Regions from separate parts of the Mus musculus genome. Here region 2 is linked to region 1. Evidence: chromatin contacts called from public HiChIP or PLAC-seq data. All regions are on one chromosome and are shown on one strand. The core of a region is the stretch at or near the end of the contact, and the rest is flanking DNA. Distances in the headings are between cores, read along the strand shown.

Evidence for each region. HiChIP or PLAC-seq counts read pairs in DNA pulled down with a chosen protein or histone mark.
Region 2: a contact with region 1 is called in an H3K4me3 HiChIP or PLAC-seq map of bone marrow-derived macrophages, with 4 times the contacts expected there. The contact joins the enhancer-like site here to the promoter of Map3k4 in region 1. A contact is called at or near these places in 5 of 39 promoter capture datasets (the HPC-7 cell line, embryonic stem cells, hippocampal neurons and 2 more), 3 of 484 Hi-C or Micro-C datasets (embryonic stem cells and erythroblasts), 10 of 115 datasets of contacts at active chromatin or transcription factors (bone marrow-derived macrophages, embryonic stem cells, fetal liver and 3 more) and 2 of 9 other capture datasets (adipose tissue and liver).

Annotation. Positions count from the first base shown.
Region 1 is chr17:12,315,789-12,320,590 of GRCm38.p6, forward strand. It overlaps Map3k4 (mitogen-activated protein kinase kinase kinase 4), which reads right to left and starts at 2,872. Exons shown (of 27, transcript NM_011948.2): 1 at 2,710-2,872. The coding sequence starts at 2,840. 4732491K20Rik (RIKEN cDNA 4732491K20 gene) reads left to right here and starts at 3,065. Exons shown (of 2, transcript NR_045290.1): 1 at 3,065-3,384.
Region 2 is chr17:12,092,267-12,097,068 of GRCm38.p6, forward strand. No RefSeq gene overlaps it. Among named protein-coding and RNA genes, the nearest start is that of Agpat4, 25 kb to the right of the region's middle. Within about 2 kb of position 2,760, at least 91 of the 459 cell types and tissues checked have an H3K27ac peak or open chromatin away from gene starts, as enhancers often do. A contact at or near this core is called in adipose tissue, bone marrow-derived macrophages and pancreatic cancer cells, where this site is marked.

The DNA.
Region 1 (4,802 bases), core at 1,622-4,121:
AGACAGAAACAAATGAGCTCAGGTGGCGATTCAGGCTCAAGGTGGGGATTTGAGATAGCAGAGAGATTAGAGTGCCCAGAAGTAAGGATGCTCAAACGCTTTTAAAGAAATGAAACCCATTTTCACAAATAAACTTAGAAGAGCAACACTACACAGAGTTAGTAACAAGGCCGCTGGTTAGGAAAGGGTATAATGAGATTTACTGACACTGTACTCAGAAGGTCAGTGGATGACAACAACGAAACCATATTTAACATAACTATCTTAAAGCAAAGGCTACAATAGGCAGGAACACTGTATCAGACTTCGTATCAAATTTACTGGTGTTTGTTAAATGCACAAATCAAATAAATAAATAAATAAATAAACAAAAAACAAGGGTCAAGTTGCTTCAAACTAATTCTAATAGTGTTCCTAAGCAACATCAGGATCCTCTCAAACGTGGCCCAGATGCTTGAAAAGGAAGGAAGAAGGTTTATCCAAAAGTTTACTCACTAAGAACAACTGTAACCACCTTCATAAGTTCTCTACCAAAACTAGGGATCCGACAGAGCCCCGTCAGCTGGCAATCTGTTTTCTGTTCTTCCATCATTGCATAACTCACTGTCAGGAGCGAAGCGCACCCACAGCAGACATCCTGGGTGCTGGCATCTGCCACGTGCACTTGCCATACAGCTTTCGGGGCCAACAAGTACGGGCCTGACTCCTACAGAAGACCTGTGCTCGAGCACAGCCTGCGTGATCAATGACACACACGCACAGCCGAGGAACAACAACATCAACAGCTTTATTCTGGTCTGCCAGAGAGCCACCTGGAAATGCTAGGTAACAGATTAGTGGTCGCTGGCGTGTTGGGGGGAGGCACTGAGCAGATTCGGGATGTATACGGCAATGTATGAGCCTCTTGTGAATAGGTAGGAATGTGGACCACATACAAACAGCTGGAGCTCCCTGCAACATCGCTTACCACAGATGGACAGTAATAGTGCCAGAGGTCACCCCTGCCAACTGAAGAGGAGGCAGTGTCCATTACTGCAGCAAAAAGGCAAAGCAGCAGCTTCACCAAGAGAAAAAAAAAATCTGCTCTACGCATTTGCTATTGTAAAATTAACTGCAATGTTGCTAAGAAAAATACTTCAAAGATCTCCTTGTTCTGTACACTGCTGTTCACGTAAAGTTGGATGAGGCCCATTATCCTGACCTATTTTTATTATAACAAAGAGACAGGCTCCTGGCTGGAAGGCAAGGCTGTTTATCAATAGGAAAGCAGCGTTTTGATAGCAGATTTTTATCCCTCTGCCTAACACCGCTCAAGTCCATTTTCTCCCCCGAGAACAGTTACATAGAATTATAATGTCGGGTCTGTGGGTATGAAATCATCCCTCTTCCTCGTGATAATTAAGGCACAAACTAGGCAGCCAGACTTTTGTTCATTACAAGCTGTTAATCTTTATATATGCTATTTACCTTTTGCCTCAGTTTCCTCTTACATAAAGGAGATGAATAGCAGAATTAACTCATAAGACTGTTATAAAGATTAAATGAATTAACAAAAGTAATGGCTACGTGATAAAACATTTTAAGCATTAAGTAAGGACTCACATTTATTATTTCTAAAATAACGATTAAAGGAGTAAAAATTGCTCAACAGCTCAATACATTAAGAAAATTATGAACTTTCTGAAAAAAGACTTCTAATAGCACCCTGTACTATTCCTTAAAGAAAATGCCCCAAAAGATGTCACAGAACTATCTTGAAATTAAGAAACACAATGCAGTAGCTCTCACGGCTTTGAAAAAGTAAAATTCCTCTCAGGCAACCCAGTGGTGACAAGCAAGGATGTGAATGGCTCCCGTGTTCGGGTCTCGCTACAACTATAAATTTGCTATTTCTTCAAGCAGGAAAAAGCAAAGCTATTTAACTGCCTTCTTCCTGAGGTTATAGAGCGAGACCTTAAGCCAGGAGGAGTTGTGGGAGTGTTTTCACTATAGGGGACAGGAAGCAGTCAAAGTTTATCCTGAGATGCAAAGGACTGGCATTTAAACACAAAATCAGGACACCGTGAGTTTACCCTCCCAATTAAAACTTGAGACTCTTCGTAGCAGTTAAAAGAGCTTCTACGGAGCAGAATGCAACAGATACTCTGGGTACCAAAGTTCCATCTTGGAGCTTCCTGCGGTAGCAAAGTTTCACACATAAACCCTTAGCTATTTTCGTGCGCAACACTGCATCAGGCTGTTGCTAGAAGACAGTAAAAGGATCTCTGACAAGGAACCTTGTCTGCAGTTACGTGAAGCTTCGCCCTGGGGACAGAAGGCTGGGAGGCGCGCTGCAAAGGGCTGAAGGAGCAAGGAACTGCCGAGAGGCACGTCGCCTCTCTTTTCCTGGAAAAAGGAGAAAGATGGACCACCTTCCTTCCATCCGATCACTGATCCGAGCCCGAGCGGCAGTCCGGGGCAAGCTGGGGCTGTCTGCAGCAGGGCCCCGGGGAGCACTACTGCAAAGGCCAGGGTCGCTCGGGAGCTTGGCCTCCGAGCCCGGGCAGGGGTCGCGCGGAAGCGGAGCACCGGGCTCCGCGCTGCACCGCGCCCCTCCCGCCACCGGAGGTCCGGATGCTCCGCGCCCACCTGGCGCGCAGCCGAGGACCCCACGCCCCCTTCACGCGCCACCCTGCTCCCTCCGAGCTGCAGCTGCAGCCGTGCACTCACCTCGCCGCTGGGCAGCACTCCGGATCCGGCTCGGGCTGTGGCGGCGGTGCTGGCCGCAGCTCCTCCATGGCGGCTGCAGGGGTGTCGGCGAGGGCAGGAGGGGGCACCGGCTCGGCGATGGCGTCTCTCATCCGTGCACCAAGCTTCGCATGACCGCGGCGGGTCGTCAGCTGCAGCCTGGTGCGGGAAGACCAGGAGCCGCGGGGTGAGGGAGTGACTCGACTCCGCCTCCGCCTCTAGCCCGCCGCAGGAGCCGTGCGCGCAGCGGCCATCTTGGGAACGGCGGCCGGCCGAACGCTGGGCTACGGCGGGCAGCGAGGGACACGCCTCGGCGGGCGGCTGAGTCCGCCTGGGCGGGGCGAGGCGGGAGGGAGGAGCGCACTGGCCAGTGGTAAATCAGGTGTCGCTGGGTGACCGCGGGTGGCCTCGGGAGGTCCTGAGGCTAAGGGCACAGGAGACATTTGGAGAGGTAGGGTTGTCTGGGCGAGCAGGAATGCTTCATAAACTGGAGCTCAAGGTCTCTGCGCCACTGGATTCTGCCTTTCGGAATAAGGATGATGTCACCCAGACGCCCACAGCTCTGACATGGAAGTGTGGGCCTTCTGCAGACTCAGACCATCAGAGTGACACACCAATCAGGCAGCAGAGGACGCCGTCCTCACCCAGGATCCCAAGGTTAGAAAGTGCTTTTTCAGAAACTTGCACAGTTGCTACACTAAAGAAGAAAGAAAGGGATAAAGAAGTTGTAAAGATTTGAAGTTATTAAAAGAATTGAAATAGCAGAGCATCTTTCAGTCATTCTTAGCTTGCGCAGCTTTACAGCCTTTGAGTTGCAATCATGCCTTCTGAAATCCAGATTCAGTTCAGAAATCGTATTCAGAATCAAATATGTTTGTTTCCACTTAGTTTGATTTTTTTTAAAAAAATGATTCTTTAGCTTTGCTATGTAGAGATATAAATTTTGAACAAATTTTTTTAACTGACTGAAAGAAAAAATTTCAAGGTAAGATTTAAGAGCTAAGCAAGATAAAGATACTCTGAAATCAGCTGTGTTACAGAAATGTCTCTGTAATTAAAGAGCATACTCTTGCTGTTGTTACAGTAGACTACATTATCTATAATGTCTGCCAGTGCTGGATTTCTGAGTTGACATCCCTTTCATTAATTCAACAACATGCAGTCAGTCAACAACTATTCAGTGCACATATTGCATTAGGACTTCGGGAGACACTAAGGAAGCAGCCGTGAGAAGTTGCCTAATGGAGGGAGAGAGAACAAAGCAAAACGAAGCATTCAAAGGAAATGAACTCAGTCTATCCTAATAATTTTAAAGACCCATTCATTTTCACTGAGAGCTCTGCAGAGTGTTTCCCATCTCTCTGTAATTCTGATAGTTTCGTCTCCCTCTACACTGGGCTAACCTGAGCCCTCCTTAAATTGCATATGAGGAGAGTCGATAAGGAAACCTCTGACTGCTGCCAGGAAGTGAGCCAATGGGCACACTGCTTCCCACTCATAAAACGCTGAACACAAATCAGCCTCAGGAAGAGCCATGACTTTTTTTTATCCTTCATTGTCTACTGGGTACCGCATATTCTAGAAGGAACTAAAGACATTTACATCATCTCATCGTACCACTCGATGTGCATAGAGACCTAGATTACTTGATACTAACTCGGTTTGTGTGCAGGGCCTTTTTGCCTCAACATACATAGATAGACTAGCTGATTCACAATGGTCTTTCTCAGCAGCACTCTCCGGTGCCTCCAGGGTTCCAGGCCAGAGACCTCAGCATCCTCCGCTTACTCTCAGAGCATTTCTTTACCTCTAGACTGTTGGCTCCTTTGGAGCAGAAACCATTCTTTGGACCTACGTGTCACCCAGTCACCAAGTGTCAGGAGCCCAGGGCTTAATACATGGTAGGAACCTAGCAAATACTGTTATGGAGGCGTTAAAGACAAGCCACCTTAGAACATGGCAAATGGTCACCTTGCTAACTTCACTCTTAAATGGCTTCAGAAGGAGCCACTGGCCTACCTTCTTGCATGCGACAGGATGTAAAGGTTCTTTGGGGAAGGGCCACCTCGAAGAGC
Region 2 (4,802 bases), core at 1,510-4,009, 220 kb before region 1:
ATTGAAATAGAATTACATCTCTTTCTCCCATTCCTCCCTCCAGGCCTTCCCAGAGACCCTCTCTCTCCCCTCACTCTCATCAAGAGCCTTTGTGGTTTTTTTCCTTGATTATATGTATTAAATATATGTGTGTATAAATATACATACATGAAACCTGATGAGTCTGGTTTTGTTGTGCTGGTGCATATGGTTTCAAGACTGACCACTCCGCACTGGACAGCCAATAAGTAGGCTTATCCCTGGGCGAAAGGGTAATTCTCCTTCTTCCAGCAGCCAATAGTTCTTTGTTTAGGGGGCAGGACTCGTGAACTATTCTGCCTTCTTTATGAACTGTCTCTTGATAGTGCCATTGCTCCAGTCTTGTCTATGCAGCCGTTTCTAGGAGAGCCTGTTTCACAAGAGATATCTAGGTACCCTGGCTCCTACGGTCTTTTTTAAAGCCACAATTCTGTACCTGTACAGGACTCTAGGAGAAAGGAATCACAAAGGATAATCTCTGGTTCCCTAGACCTCCTCTAAAATCCAGGCAACATTGTTACTCTGAGCTCATTTGGTGCCCAAAGTATCCCAGTTATCCTAGTAAGATAAATAAGAAAGCAGGAGGGTGTGGCTTTGCTGGGGTGGGAACCAAGAAAGAAGAAAGGAGGGCCTGCCTGCAGGGCTGAGGGATAGGGATGCAGAGAGGCAGTGCTCCCTCCACAGCCAGCATGGGCAGACAATCTGGGAGGTGGGAAGGAGGAGACATCTCCCAGTCAGAAGGATAAGAGAGGTAAGGACCCAGTTCTGGGCCAGGAAAGCAATGGCAGATGCTAAGCATCCAGGAAGCCTTATGGCTGGACACAGTGCCAGCTCAGTCCCCTCTGTCCCTTCAAGGACCTTTGTTCTCTTCAGGCACAGAGCGTGTGTGTGTGTGTGTGTGTGTGTGTGTGTGTGCCTTGCTCTATTGAATTTTAATCACATCTTAATACCCAGGTGACTGTCTTGTTGTTCGAGGAGAGGCATGGAGCTAAAGACAAGTTTGAGCACAGATGGTCACTGCCAGCCCCAGGACGCCCCCTGCATGGCCTTCTACTGCCCTGGGCCCTCTGCGTTGTAGACTGGGGACCACCTACAGGCTTCTACTCCTTCTGCCCCTATAGGCCTAGCAGACAGTTTCCAGAGCTCAGGGCAGAATTCATCCCTGCCTTCCCTAGGGTGATGTGGGTAGAGTGAGGGCCCGTCACGCACTGCTTATCCACATGCTGCTTTTGGGAACTATTCCAAGACCTATGATAATTTTTTCAAAATGTCTCATACACACATACACAGGTATACACAAACACATACATACACATATATATACATACACATAAACACACATATACATAGCTTTAAAAGTTTGCTCAATTGGAAAGAAGAATAAAACTATTATGAAATTTGCAGGAGAACAGGTAGACCTGGGAAGTAGCTTATTAAGCGACGTGGCCCAGACTCCAAAAGAGAAGACTCGCACACTCCTTCACATATGCTGTAGTGGTTTGTATGTGTTTGGCCCAGGGAATAGCACTGTTAGAAGGTGTGGCAGGAAGTTGTTGGAGGAAGTATGTCATTGTGGGTGTGGGTTTTAAGACCCTCATCCTAGCTCCCTGGAAGCCAGTCTTCTATTGGCCTTCAGATGAAGATGTAGAACTCTCAGCTCCTCCTGGGCCATGCCTGCCTGGATGCTGCCATGCTTCCACCTTGATGATAATGGACTGAACCTCTGAAACTGTAAGCCAGCCCTAATTAAATGTTGTCCTTACAAGAGTTGCCTTGGTCATGGTGTCTGTTCTCAGCAGCAAAACCTTAACTAAGACATATGTAGATCCTAACTTTTATTGTTATAGATATGTAAAAAGGGTGTGTGTGTGTCTGACAGGGGTATAGACTATGGAACTAGCAAGGAGTCCTCAAGAGGGAAACAGGAGGTGTTGAGGAAGTGGGTGTGGCCACAAAAAGTCACATGTGATGGAAGCAGGAAGTTACAAGGGGGAAGGAGGAAATGAGAGAAGCAGGGAAACAAACAAACACAAATTTGTTTGGAAAGTGCCATAATGAGACCCAGTAGTAAGAAAAAACTTTTTGAGAAGTCAGTTGTCTGTGTAAGGGCCAATTGCGCATTAAAAGAATACATAAAAGGCCCTGGAATCATCACTGTGACTGTCCTCAAAGCCTGATTTGCTGTAAGCCGAGCCATGAATAAGATTATCATGGACTGAGCCATGTTTCAACAATTAGAAGCTCTGGGAGTCACTGTATTTGGGGAAATGGCCTTTGAAGAGGTAAAAGTGTGGCACTAGGGTACACCCTAAACATCATGATTAGTGGCCCACTAAGAGGTTATAACGTTGACAGGCACAGAAAAGGAACCTTCTTGGTGACACAAGATGAGCCATTTGTAAGCCAGGGGATGTCCCCCCTAGCAGACACCTTGCTCTTGAGTATATTCCCTCAGGCCAGAAAAGTACAATTTGGTTATTTCAGTCCCTAACTTGGTGGCCAGATCTAAGAGTGAAGTAGTGAGGGAGAGAAGTTGGGGTTCTCTCAAGGGAGGGTGCCATAACTGCCCCAGGAACTGACCAGTGACAGCCAGGCAGAGAATAGAGCTGGGTTCATATGGAAAGGCTCCTCTGAGCCCACTGTAGTAATGGTAGCAGCTGCAAGCCCCAGCTGAGTGCAACCTTACTCCAGCCTCCCATGTACATAAGCAAGTCTTGGGCAACTGTGGAGACAGAGACGCAGAGGTCAGAGAACAGGGTATGTAACCACTCTGTCAAGAGCTGTCTGGACTGTCAGCATCCACACAGCATGCGTGAGTCTCAGATGTGGAAATCAGAGCACGACCAAAGGTGAAGTGGGGTCTCCCGATCAGGCCCCTCCAAATTCACATCCCATCCTCGCCCTCTTGCCACCCCCTAAACTCCTCTAGCCCTGCTTCTGGAATATGAAAACCCAGAGCTAAGTAGTCTCTGAGGTTCCTTTTTGTACTAAAATTCTATGGTTTTGATTCATAATGGTGACTCATGCTGAGTCAACAGGGAAAAGGTTAGAGTGTGTTCTGCAAATTCCGCTCAAGAAAACAGGCAAGCATGCACTCCATTGTACAAACGCTTCGGAGCTGAAAACTGCTTTGTTGTTGATCCAAGGAACACTTAGATCCTGGGAGAACTGACTTCAGCTGGGCTGGTCCCTGTGCAGTACTCACAGAATTGACTGCAAGCCAGGCTGCCTCTGCAGAGCCCTCTGCTCAGTGCCATGAGACTACCTACCGTAGGCTTCAACAATCAGACAATGCTGTTGGTATGAAAAAGCAGATGACGTTAGTGTACAATAGCATTTAAATGTGGCTTCTGTAGCAGTACTTTTTCTTAAAAAAAAAAAAAGAAAGAAAGAAAAGAAAAAGAAAAGAAAAGAAAAGAAAGAACAGAAAGAAAAAAAAAACCTGAAAAAAATACATCTGCAAGAAAGAATGGTTTACTTTGGCTCATAGTCTAGCAGTCCAGTCCAGTAGAGTGGAGGAGGCAAGATGGCAGGCAAGAGTGGGGCAGCTGGTTACATTGTATCCACAGTCAGGAAGCAGAGGTAGAGAGATGAAAGCTGATATTCAGCTTGAGTTCTTGTTCTTATTCAGTCTGGGCCCCCAGCTCATGGAACAGAGTTGCCCACTGTCTTAGGGTTTTACTGCTGTGAACAGACACCATGACCAAGGCAAGTCTTATAAAAAACAACATTTAATTGGGGCTGGCTTACAGGTTCAGAGGTTCAGTCCATTATCATCAAGGTGGGAGCATGGCAGCATCCAGGCAGGCATGGTGCAAGAGGAGCTGAGAGTTCTACATCTTCATCTAAAGGCCAATAGGAGAAGACTGGCTTCCAGGGAGCTAGGATGAGGGTCTTAAAGCTCACACCCACAATGACAAGGCCACACCTTCTAATAGTGCTATTCCCTGGGCCAAGCATATACAAACTGACACACCCACATTCAGGTAAATCCTATCACCTCAGCCCAATCCAGAGCGTCCCTCCAGACCCTGGTGACTTGTCCCCTAGGTGACTGTATTAGTCTGGGTTCTCTAGAGTCACAGAACTTATGGAATGTCTCTCTATATTAAGGGAATTTATTATGATGACTTACAGTCTATAGTCCAACTAACCCAACAATGGACAGCTGTGGATGGGAAGTCCAAGAATCTAGTAGTTGCTCAGTCCCACAAGGCTAGTTGTTTCAGCTGGTCTTGTGTAGAGGTAGGTTCCAACAGATGTGCTGGCAAGTCAATGCAAGCAGAGAAGAAGAGTGAATCTTTCTTTTGCCAATGTCCTTAGGTAGGTCTCCAGCAGAAGGTGTGGCCCAGGTTAAAGGTGTTTTCCACCATGCTGGATCTGGAACTTGCTTTGTCCCAGGCTGACCTTTAACTCAGAGATCTCTTTGCCTCAGTCTCCTGGGATTAAAGTCCTGTACTAACTTTCCTGGGCCTAAGCTTTTCATGGCCACTATGCCACAAGATCTCCATGCCAAGATCTAGGTCAGCAACTTGTGTTTTCCAGCCACAAGGTCTGGATCACAGGTGTGCCCTCCAATTCTGGATTGTAGTTCATTCTAGATATAGTCAAGTTGACAACTAGGAATAGCCATTACAGTGATCCTAGCTCTTGTCAAGTTGACACAATATTAACCATCACTACATTCCTATGTAGCTCCAGCTTTCCTTCCGAATGGGGCTATGTGTGAAAATAAGTTGTGAATCTATAACACAGCTGTTATAGACATTGTCTTTCTTGAGAAC